2 separate regions of the Mus musculus genome follow, and region 2 is linked to region 1. The links are chromatin contacts, called in public promoter capture Hi-C maps. All regions are on one chromosome and are shown on one strand. Each heading gives the region's core, a stretch centred on a gene start, on an enhancer-like site or on the middle of the called end of the contact. The rest is flanking DNA. Distances are from core to core; before and after follow the strand shown.

The links. Promoter capture Hi-C pulls out the DNA fragments that hold promoters and counts their contacts.
Region 2: a promoter capture Hi-C map of embryonic stem cells shows a contact between it and region 1, with 4 times the contacts expected there. The contact joins the promoter of 4930523C07Rik here to the promoter of Tnr in region 1. A contact is called at or near these places in 4 of 39 promoter capture datasets (embryonic stem cells, frontonasal cranial neural crest and neural stem cells), 2 of 115 datasets of contacts at active chromatin or transcription factors (embryonic stem cells and forebrain) and 2 of 9 other capture datasets (embryonic stem cells and pancreatic islet).

What each region holds. Positions count from the first base shown.
Region 1 is chr1:159,521,242-159,527,145 of GRCm38.p6, reverse strand. Tnr (tenascin R) reads right to left here and starts at 3,377. Exons shown (of 23, transcript NM_022312.3): 1 at 2,931-3,377.
Region 2 is chr1:160,041,566-160,047,469 of GRCm38.p6, reverse strand. 4930523C07Rik (RIKEN cDNA 4930523C07 gene) reads right to left here and starts at 3,090. Exons shown (of 3, transcript NM_001162896.1): 1 at 2,717-3,090. It overlaps Gm37294 (predicted gene, 37294), which reads left to right and starts at 3,153. Exons shown (of 2, transcript NR_168324.1): 1 at 3,153-3,322; 2 at 5,460-5,769.

The DNA of each region.
Region 1 (5,904 bases), core at 2,128-4,627:
TATTTATATTGCACAGTGCAGCCGTTTGAGCTATGATGGTAGCTTTGAACAAGCAAAGGGATTGTGGAAGAAAAAAAGGTCAATTGGAGAGAAGCATGCAGGAACTTTTGTATATTTTATTTGGGGTAAAGGTCAAATATTCATTTTGACACAGTTGTCAAAACTCTCTAATCCAAGTAGTTACCTTCTGTCCATGTTGTTAAATGAGAATTATATCCCTATTACAAAAGGGAACGGTTACCCATGTGAGGTAAATGGTGGTCACTTAGAGTGATTTACAGAGAATAAAGCAGGATGCTGGCTTCATCCTTCCCTCCATCTTTTCCTAGAATGTCTCATTTCTCTGTCTCAGAAGCAGCCTAGCAGAATTTCTTTTGTTCAGTGAGGGGAAGACAGACGTGAGTATGCAGTAGCCTTCTCTCCAGAACCCTGGCGGGTGTGAGAGAAGAGGCTTCTGGGAAAGTGGAGCCTTTATGTGTCTAGTTAGTTTGTACCATTTCTCACTCCTCTAGGTGATAGAAGTCCAACTGTTTCCTGACCCTTGGTAATCCTCCTACATCCCAAACCACAGAGGACTCAATGAAGGTGGCCCCATGAAGGGTCCTGTGTCAGCAAAGTGAACAAACATCCAAACTCGTACACCTATGGCAAGGTGCTCTAGGAAAAGGGCCTCTGCCTGGCATTCTGAGGTAAAGGGAATGTGAACACTGGGCATGTGACTTCAGTTCATCCTGGAGGCTGGCATCCCAGGGACTCTTGTCACCATCAGCACAGAGAGCTCTTCACTTGGTTTCTGGGCATCAGCGACATGGCAAGTTGTCTGGTTGGTTCTGATTCTTCCCCAGGGAGAGCCCACTGTTTCACAGTGAATTCACTAACAAGCTTTGCTGGTATATGTGAACAGCAGGTTCTCACTCTCCCACATATGAGCACTTCTGCACTTACAGGTGAGGAGATGAGTATATCAGAAGTTCTGTTTCTGCTTTTGCCACTCTCTGACCCAATGCTTGTTTAAAAATGGACCCAATAATGTTACTGGCCACTTTTTTTTTCAGAGAGAATCTAGGAGCATTAATAAGATAATTGTGACATCTATAACAAATGATGTCTTTAAGAGAGGCTCCTTTGCAAGGGCACGGCTTTTTAAGCATTCAGGGACCAGTTAGTTGGTAGAGAAATCATCCACTTACTGGTACACACTGGGGGAATGTGAAGGGAAAGGATGGAGTATGAATGAGTCTGTGTGGGCTTCTGATTCTCTAAAGTTGCATGCTTCAATCTTTTTCTACCATTACAACCTCTGACATCTCTGTCTTCCCATCTCTAAAAACTACTCTCTGCCATTCATTCTAGAGACACACTGAAGTTTCTAGTTCTGCTGCTTATAATCTCAGGGTGGAGATGGAGCTAAGGAAGGTGGTACTGTTTCTTTCATAACTATATCTCCCACCTAGAAGTTTCCCACAATCCAAAGTAGGGAACACTTTACTCATGTTGGAGAAAAGCCCAGGATTTTGAATTAAAAACCGTAACACAAGACATCACTGGGAAGAAGGTCTGTGTCTAACTCCACCTACCTGTCCCTCCCCCACCCCATGAGGAAAAGAGTGAGCAGAACCTCAAAGGGTTAGAGGCCAACCAAGTTTAGGCTTTATCTTGCAAGGAGCTGCACATCCCTCTTGGGATACTGGCTCCCAGGAAACTTTGGTAACTGAAGGAAGCCCCCAAGGCCACTTGTTGAGGAGCTTCATGTAGTAGGATTGAATAGAACTCAGGGACATGAGGGCAGGCAGATAGAGTCTCTAAGGAAAAAAGCAAGATAGGTAGAAGTAACTTATTGAAAGTATTGAGAGAGAGGAAGATGGGGGAGGGAGGAGAGGGAGGAGAATAGACAGGAAGACAGAGAGGCAGAGAGAGACACAGAGAAAGGGAGAGAGAGACCATGAAAAAGCAGTAGAATGTAGTAATGCCAGTCTACCATCTGTGAGGCCCTGGAGGCCCTGGGTGGGAGCTGGAGAAGACACTTTCAGGCTTGGGCCAGTCTAGGTTTTCCCCTGACTCCATAGACAAGTGAAGACAAACCCTTTCCTCTGGGCTGCTTGTCACTGACAAATGCCCCCAGGAAACAGGGGAGAGTGGACTTTTTTCCTCTCTCCAACCAAGGGTAAGAGAGAAGTGGATGGTCTTCCCTGCCTGCTTACAAATATAGTATAATTCGAGTCAGTCAGCCCCTGCCAGGCTGAGTATTTTCCTTGAAGTGTGAAATTAGAGACCTCAGCCCCAAATTTACCCCCAGCCTGGGGCTAACCTGTTGCATCTGCCCACCAGGAACTGACACCAGGAAAGGAAGCAAAAGGTCAGGTTAGGCTGTCACTACATCAAGAATCCAGGTAATCCTGGGGGGTGGGGGTGGGGGGAATGACATTTTAAAATATTGCTTCTCCAAGCTCCCTCCTGGAAGCACAACTTTTAACTCTACCTCCACTCCTGTCCCCCAGGCTTTTCCTGTAACACTTTCCCACCACCTATGGCTGGGTATGAAAGAGTTAATTTAGGAAAACCCAGGACTCTTTTCCCCAAACCCTCCCTCCCAGCTACATATAAAAAGGACAGCCTCACACGGGAGACTAGCACAATTACAAGCCTGCTAGCTCCGACCTCACCTGTCTTATGCAACAGTGCACACACATACATTTGCTCAGGCTCACTCCCAAGGCCAAGGTCCATATCCCCCTCTAATTCGGTAGACACACAGTTTTGCGCCTTTCTCCTTTCTTTTCTCCCTACGCAGAACCCCGCTTTATCGGCAGCCGAAAGAGATGTAACCTTACAGCCAAATGGCTTGAAGAACAAACATGCATCTAATCGCTCTCCGTGGTGCTGAAATCTCGCTAGCAAGGAAACAGAGGAGCGCAGTACTCCGGACTTACCCAGGTTGGGGGGTGGGTAGCCGGAGAGCAGAGAGCTAGAGCAGCTTCCAAAGCAGAGAATTCTTGTACGTTCGGGCTGGAGCCAGCTGATGCGCTCACCTAGAGCGCCCACCTCTCTCCCTCTCTTGCCTTCCTCTTTTTTTCTGAGAGGCAGAGAGAAGGCTTCACGAAAGAAACGAAACAGCAGCTGGTAGGTCTACCAGTAGAAGGAGAGAAGAAGCAACCAAAATAAGACCAAAAAGTCAGATGGCTTTACTCCACTCGTGGTAATTTCTTGGGTCAGGGAGGACCTCTTCTTTCCCTGTCTCTGAGGCTGCCCCAGCTCTGTCTCTGCGTGTTGAGCCAACAGCCTTAGCACAGTCGGTTCCTGCCTCTGACGTGAACGAGATGAGGAAGCCTGGGACCGCTCTGCTGTCTCTCACAAGCTCTCTCTTTTCCCCTCTTACTGAAATTTCAGCAGCATATTTTTAAGCTGTTTTTTTCCCAGCCTTCTACAAGTAGCCCCCTAGTGGACAGAAAAGCAACGCGTCTTTGGTCCTCTTGAACAGTCTGAGTTCAGGCTCCCTGCACCCACAAACTCTTGGAGACTGCTTTTCTAAAGAGTCAAACAGTCCCAGTCCTGATGGAGTCAAAGACTTCCCTCTGGTGAGCCTGTAGGAAGACAAAGGGCCTTTTGCTGATCCTTTTCCTGTAGTTGCAGTAGGAAAACCTGATATGGTATTGGGGAGGGGTATGCCTTTAGGATAAATGTTTGGCAGAAAAGGGGCAAAGGAGGTCTCTGCTCAGACTTGGAAAGGCAAGCTTACACTCATTAACTGCCCAGTAACTCAGCCACCTGGAAAGTGCTTTGGAACTTATGTCTACAAAGTCAGTCTTAGTTTTCGGCTGCCACTCGTGCACTATACATTTTGCTTCTCTGTGGCTCAATTCCACTGTTTGTAAAATGTGGATAGTGCTGCCCCCTCCCTACTGAATAGGAATGCTGAAGGAACAGAGTAACATACAGCTGACAGGAAATTTAACTCCAGTCTCATCCAAAAGCTTTGCTTACATCTGATTCACCCTTGACATATAATAATAGCTAACTTTATACAGCATTTGTACCAAGTGCTAAGCATTGCTACTAATCCTTACAGGTAACATCTCATTTAACGCATACATTAATCCTACAGTGCAAATGCTCCAATTGCATCTTTTAGACTGAAGGACTGAGGCAGAAAGGGATAAAATTTCTTGTCCAAGATAACAAAGCTAGTGCTATGTCACTTTAGAAGTCACAACATTTAAAGTAAACATGAGATAATACCTACAAGTGATCATTGTTGGTATTCTAAATAAAGTGCCTAGGTTGTTCCAATGAATTTGCATGTGGCTGAGTTTTTAATAAAATATTTAGAACTATATGTGCCAAATGAACTGTGGGGATTGCTATTACTTTTGAAAATCTGCTAAGAAAATACATTCTCTTAGTGATTTGGGCAGTTTCACAGATACAAAAACCAGTTGTGAATCTCATGAAATTGGAAAGTACTGGGTATTAGTAACAATTCACAGGACACATTATTTAATTTCTACACCTAAAGCAGATCACTGCCTGGAGCCTAATACAGTACTAGGATGGAGCCAGCAATTTGGTGAGCTGAACTCCTGCAATGCCAGCTAATGAGAATCAAGTAAGATGTGGGCATTTTCTTCAGAACTTCAGTCATGAATTCCTTACCTAATATAACTTGCTTTAAGAAATCTTTGGATTAAAAGGAATGAGGAAGAGCAAAGATGGGATTTGATGTTTTGCAAATCACAGTTCCCATTTTTATGGAATTTGCAGTTTCTCAAAGTGGAAAGAAAGGGCAGAGACCAGACAGTTCAGAGGCTGATGCCAAGACACGGGCAGAGGCAATGTAATAAATGAGAACACGGGCAAGAAAACTAACTTGACCAGAGGGCTGCAGGCTTCCACAGAGCACAGTATCTAGGATGAGACTGGAAGCATGAGGGTTATTTTAGCAAAGGGCCAATGAGAAACTGAAGCTGAAGGCATGGCAAACTCAAGGGGATGAAGAGAGAGGGTTGTGAACCTTCCAGGGTAAATATTACCTACTATTTACAAATGAGGAGGCTGGGTCACACAAATTAACTAGCTTTCTAATGATCTCTTGTGCTCAAATCAAAAGCATGTGTGTTTGACTCTAAAATCATTGTATGTAAGATGCACTTTCTCTTTTCTGAAGTGCACATACAGCTCTGTAAGGATTCTAGCACACACATTAACAAGCATGTGGCACCTGCAAAAACACAGAACCAGTGATCAATGAACATCAGGAGAGAAAGCCACAAAGAAACACTAGTCAGTTCAGAACAGGATCAATCAAAGGTAAAATAACTGTTTTTACTACATGTAGAATTGTCAAATGCATTAAAAAGTGGGACTACTTCGGAGCAGCTAAGATATTGGAAACTTGGATTTGAGTGGGGCAGGATACAGAGAGGATAAGAGAATTTCACGTTAACTTCTGTGAGCTGGAGGAGGGAGTTCTATCTGGGAAGGCTGATGAGGTTTTCAACCAGGAAGTTGTCATTAATCTGGACCTTAATGAATTTGGGTTCTGAAACTTATCCTCTGTTGCTGTCTACAAACTATGAGATCAGATTTGTCTGAAAGAAGAATGGAACATTTAAGAAAGAGAGGGTAGATCACTGTAATATAAAAATACCAAAGTTTGGAAGGTGGACAGGTTTGGGAAGAATGTGAATGAAATGAGACTGATGAGCTAGTCTGGGATATGTCAAGTTTGAAGAAAGCCCTAACTTTGAGATGTCTAGATGCTGGCTAGAGTATGTCTAGAGCTCATATTGTGCTCTGGTGTCGAGTATATAGGTTCAAACCCATTTGCTTATTCATAATGGCTACTGAGTGGAGACCTCAACAGGAAAGAGAGCTAAGAAGACTGAAGACAGGATCTCAACTCTTAAT
Region 2 (5,904 bases), core at 1,841-4,340, 520 kb before region 1:
CACATTGCTTCTTTAGGCTCTAGCCCTTTAAGCTGAGCAGTAGGAAAGAAGACAGATGAGGTGAGGCTAGACTACACATAGCACTGATAAGACAAAGAGACTTTTGTCATTACTGCCTTAAAATAGTTTATTAAAAAAGCACCGTCTACTCATGATGCTGTTATGTCCTGAGCACACACACCATGTGGTTTAGGTAGCTTCAAGAGGTAATAATAATAAACCCTCACATTTTATAAAGCCTTAAATTTTATGTAGCACATTAAATTTACTTACTTTTTCAATTGGATTCTGATTCTAACCACCACCCTGGTGTGTAATAATTATCCGTTTTAAATATGAAGGAAGCGAAGCTGAGTGAGTCAAAGATTTGTTCAAGGGCAGTTGATAAGTGATCAAGTCAGGTACCGAGCACACACACATGTCTAGTTGATTTTTGTTTCCTGTGTTGTTGTTGCCCCTATGCCAAGTACATAAGCTCTGGACCTGGGGCTGGCATCCAGATCTGAAAGTGACTCTGCCAGGTTTTGCAAGCAGCCTCAGCAGGCCGTTCTCTTCATTCCAATGAAGACAAGTTCCTCACACAGGTCTGGTAACTAACATTCTGGAGAGGTGTTAGCAGACCTTACAACTGAACTAAACATTCCTCATCCTCCTTTTTAAGTGAGGAGGTGATTCCTAGAGATTCACTCACCTAGTTAAACAGATAAGTCATGCTTGTGCTCCATTAATCCAGGATTAAGTCACAGTCTTAGGAATTCCTTTACCGGGTATCCCAGGAAAGCCTAAGCTATCTCCCTAGCCCACATCCCTCAGTGTCCATGTCCCCATGTAGCTCCCCTACTTCTCTTCTTCCCTCATCTGGCCAGTAATTCTTTCTCCAAACACAAATCTGAGAGGACCATTCCACTACCTAATAATGGCTTAGTATGCCTTGAAAGACATTCCGCTCTTGGCAGGAGAGGACAAATCCCCATTCCATGCTGCTCCTGTGTTGACTTCGGGAAAGCCTTTTCTTTGCCCACAGTACCTCTTCCCTGGGAAATGCTAGTCATATTCAAGATCTTGATTGTGCACCACTTCTGAAGTGCTGTCTTCCCAGACGACCATTGCTCCATCCTTTGTATGGTTTCACTTTTTACTATTATATAATGTACATTGCTCTGAACTGTGGTTTGTTTCCTAGTGTCTATTTGCCAGTCTGGTGGCTCTTTGAAAGTACAAACTACATCATCGCCTTAGATTCCATAGCCCTGGCACATTGCCCAACACACAGTAGGTACAGTGATGCTTAGCTAATGAGTGTGCCCCTTCCACGTTAAAACTGGTGCAGAAGCCTGCTGACTGTTTATTATCTTCTTGGGTTTGATCCTGTGGCTTTCACCTCTTTTGATTCTGTAGGCAAAATGTTGACAGTGCCCGAAATGTTGTTTTGTAATGGGCCTCTTTCCTAGAACGGTGTCATGGGTATAGAAGGGGAGGCAGAATTTCAGAAGAAGGGAGGTACCAGGCCAAGGGAAGACATATCAGACTAAGTGGTTGATAGATCTGAATTTTAGCTCAAAGCTAGGAGAGACCCTTGCAAAACTATCCTACCCATAACTATAGAATGTGAAAATTTAATTAAAAAAAATTACAAAACACAAACAAACCAGACACAGCTGCGTTTAACGCAGCAGTACCTTTCAGTTGCAGGGCTCTTTAGGTGGCGTTGATAAACTTTGTAAAAGGGTTAAGAACAAGATGCACCCGTGTCCATTTAAGACTTGTTCTTGGTCCCCAACAATACTTCAGAATGAAGATTCCCTAAAATTAGCTCCAGGTTCTCTCTCTCTTTCCAATGGTGGATGTAGCATAAAGGCTTTGGCAGGCAGGAGCTTGGAGTGGCTTGGGTGCTGCATTCCTAGCCTTCCTCATTGAGCAGACTGGGCAGAGCAGGCCTGCGGATTCTCATGGCTGGCTGGCTGGTGTTCATTAGGGCAAGCACTAGTCTTTGCTTTGGGTTCCCTTTCAGATAGGCAGGACTGGTGTTGAAAACAACAGCTATCCGGCTATCATTTACTTAACTACTGTTACACAAATCATTCCTACATAGCCCTTCAAAACAGGACCTGCTGTGTTTTCCAATCCACCTTTCTGGGTGGGAAGAAGATCAAGGACCATTTAGAGAGTTGGGAAAGTTCAGGAAAAAAAATGTGTCACACAAACTCTCTAGAGACTCAGAATGGCATACAGATCTCACTCCACCCCTTGGCTCCAGGCCACATTTTCAGTCTGGTAAGTCTTTTAGCCCCATTGAAATTATAGTTTCTTTTAGAATGAGTTTGTTTGTTTGTTTGGTTTTGTTTTGTTTTTAAATCCCAGAGGGTATGATTTTAGGAGCATCTCAAATACTGACTTTGCCCGTTTAGACAATGTCCATCTGGTCCTTTTCAAATGGCTCCTACCTGCAGCTGGTGTCAACTGGAGCTGAGAACTCCACCCCAAACTCCAGAGGAGCCCATGTGTCAGGCCAGGAGCAGAGAGAAGGTGAGAGACCTCTAGGAGGAAAGAATGAAAGCAACTGTGCAAACGGCTTCTTAGAAATAACCCCTTTATCTCACTTCTCTCAGGGGCGGATTCACTCTTCTATGGGAAAGTCCCCTTCCACAGCGGGGCAGCTCCCAAACTTATTTTGAAAACAACAGCACAAAGCGATACAGAAAGTTTTGAAACTCACCTTTGGGTCCGTTGGAAGGCTTCCCGCCGGCGGGACCGCTGGCTCTGTTCCGGTGCTCTGAAGTGACTTGGGCACAAGGGTGAGGTCTGGGTCCCTGCTCCTGCCTCTCCCTCCCACTGCCAGGTCCCGGGAGAGAGGCGGCGCTGCCGGTCAGTGGGTGCCACCAGTGTGATGTGGAGGAAAGCGCCCCCTGCGTCCCTGGCTGAGGTTTCACCGCACCCAGCTCTGCTACTGAGGTCAGGAACGCAACTTCCTGAATCTGACTGGCTGGCTCTGTCTCTCCTCAGCCCAACTCCTACCTTAAACTAGGAGGCACACGCCACAGCACACGCAGCGCGGGTGTCCTTCCTCCGGGTCTCCCGGCCAGTGTCCCCACTCCGCCCCACTGTGACGTTCTTTTGCCCCTCCGCCCCGAGCACGCCTCCTTCAGGACGCCAGAGCCAACTTTGCTCACAGACGCGCCAGTGTTCCCAGAGACGTGGGGTGTAAACTCCCAACCCTGGCCTAAGGAAAAAATAACAGCCCCGTGCTGTGGAATAAAGTCACCTTCCAGGAAAAGGGCTGGGGTGTCTAAAGGGAGAGCAATCCCCGGTGCCTCGTGACAAGGTATCTTTGTGTGTGCGCTCCATGGGAGTTACCTGGAGATGTTAGGAGCGCAGGAGGCAGGGACAACTAACTTCAAAAGTTCTCCCTTTTCATTTTATTTACTCCTTGTGAGCTTATATTCAGATCTCTTGTTTGTCTAACTCCGCCCCCAAATGTAAAGGTGGGGTGGTAGAGAGCTTGCTCAGTGCCTCCAAGGCTTCTGCAGGGAAGTTGGGAAGGTGTGATAGGCAGAAGCGGCTGTGGAGTATCTAGGGGCTTCCCCGGAATGACCTTGAGAGATCTTGCCATGATAAAGACCGGAGGTTCTACTCATTGGATTGTAGGTGTCAGGAGGGTGCGCAGCTGGTGCTTGCTTTCCAGTGGCTGGGCCTGAGCCATAGGGTCCTTCGGCCTTTGGGTGCCTGAATTAAAATGATTGGTGAAGCTAACTGTCACAACCGGGAAACAAGAGAGTTCCGGTTTACTCAAGAGAAGCCAGCTGGCTCTGGGTTGAAAGGCCAAAGAGAAAACCCAGCATTCATCCAGAAATGCCAAGGATAGTTGGTCCTGTAGTCTTCTTCCAAAGGCAGATTAAGTAGAGGTTTTCCCCCAGAAATCCCACAGAGAGAACTCGATCTAGATCTGTTGTTGTTCCTTTGAAACCGAGTCTCACTATATAGCCCCGGCAGGCCTGGAACTCACAATGTAGAAACAGGTTGGCCTCACAGAAATTTGCTGGGTTTAAGGACGTGTTTCACTATGCCCTACATAGATCTAGATTTGAATGATAATAAGAAGAGTGGTCCAAGTGATCTGTTGTGGGGGTGGGGTTGGGGGTGGGAGTAGTACGGTTAAGTGGGTAGGGCAGGGGGACGATCAGGCTCTGAAAGAAGACAGTTTTAGCAAGAGACAGCTATAGATGGATTCCACCAACAATTTAGTGGTGGATGGAAGGCTTCCATTGTGTGTCAAATCTGAAGCAGGGGTCTAGGGTCTAATGGACCAGGGAGCTGGAGGAAGACAGGCTTGGGGAATGACAGGAAACCTTAAGTGCAAACCCGGTGCGGTGATTGGAGACCGAGTCTCCCCCAGGACCTACACCGGACCTGTGTGAGATGTAATTTGCCCCCTTCCCCTGAGGATGGGGAGTAACTTTCTTCTGCAAGGTCATTGCTAATGTATAGTGGAGTTGAGATCTGAGTCTGAGTAGTTCTATCTAGTCCAGCCTATCCCTCATCACCATATCATCATCAGGAGAGAGAGTGGCTTCTATGGACAACTTCTGGGTTAACACCTGCTGAGCAGGGGGGAAGACAGTGGAAAATACTTTCCTGAACAACTTTATGGACAGGCTAGGCTGATGGTCACAATGCTTTCCAGAAACAACAACAACACAGAGAAATGAAGAACCTAAGGCAGTCACCATGAGCTCAGCACTTCAAAAACCAGATGCTTATCTGTAGGGCGGCATCCCAATGTTGTCTTAGTCCACAGGAAGACAGATCCAGAAAAAGTCTAGAACCTATCAAGTAGCAGCGACGTTGTGGCAGTCAAATCAGGGACTTACTAGATGACAAGATGCTTGGTAGGCTGTTATTGAGTTGCCAAGGCTACAGGGTCTATTGATGTTTTAACGTAATGAGTGAGCATCTGGCCAGCAGGTTTTCCTTTGGGGTGAATGACGCATCCCTTATGAGAAAACAAGTTAGAGCACCCACCTACTGTGTCTCCCCTTTGGCGGTGAAGTCTCAACTTATATGAACTCATGAATGGCCCCAGGCAACCACGGTGCTGGTGCAGTCTTTAAAAGCTTTCTTGTTTGAGGTAAGGATCTTTGAAGGTAGTCAAGAGGTGAGTGGACTCTAAGTGGAGTGAAATGGAGCGTTGACACATCTAATTAAGAAACAGAAAGCCCCCAAATAGCAGATTTGTGAACCAGGACTGAAAATTTAAAACCTTTTTGTGGGTGACCACCCCTCACTGGCTTTAGCACCTGAAGAGCTCTGGTTCCATATTAAGAGTGTTAAGGACAAAACCTGTGGGTTCCCTCTCTGCTGGTGTGGGAACTGACAGGGTATTAAACATCACGTTTTAGCCTGTGTTGAAGGTGAAGACTAACTGCACTCATTCTCTCTTTGTGCTGTCCTATTTCTGACAGGTCAATGGCAGTGTTGGCCAGGACGGATTCATCTGTGCAAGCCATCTGTGGGAGACAGTTTCCCATTAGGTCATACACCCTGAGTGCAGAAATCAGAATAGTGTTGTGCGGCAACAACAAAAGGGGGTGGCTTTTTCAGTGTGGGAAATATTTAACAGAGAATATTACGTTATTATCACCTAAAACAGGTGCATTCTTGCCTGCAATGCTCTACGAGGCTCGGGCATGTCCAGCCACTTACCACTGCGACACAATAATGCCGTCTACAACATTTGCACAGAGACTGAAATAAAAACACCTACACCTCTCAGTGTTTTAAGGCAGTTTATGATTTTGTGCTAGTCTGCATGTAGAGCTACCCTTGGCTACATATGGGAGCAGTTCCTGAGTTGGAGAGGCTTGGGAGAAACGAAAGCAGGGGTACCGGAAGAAGGCAGAAGGGCTG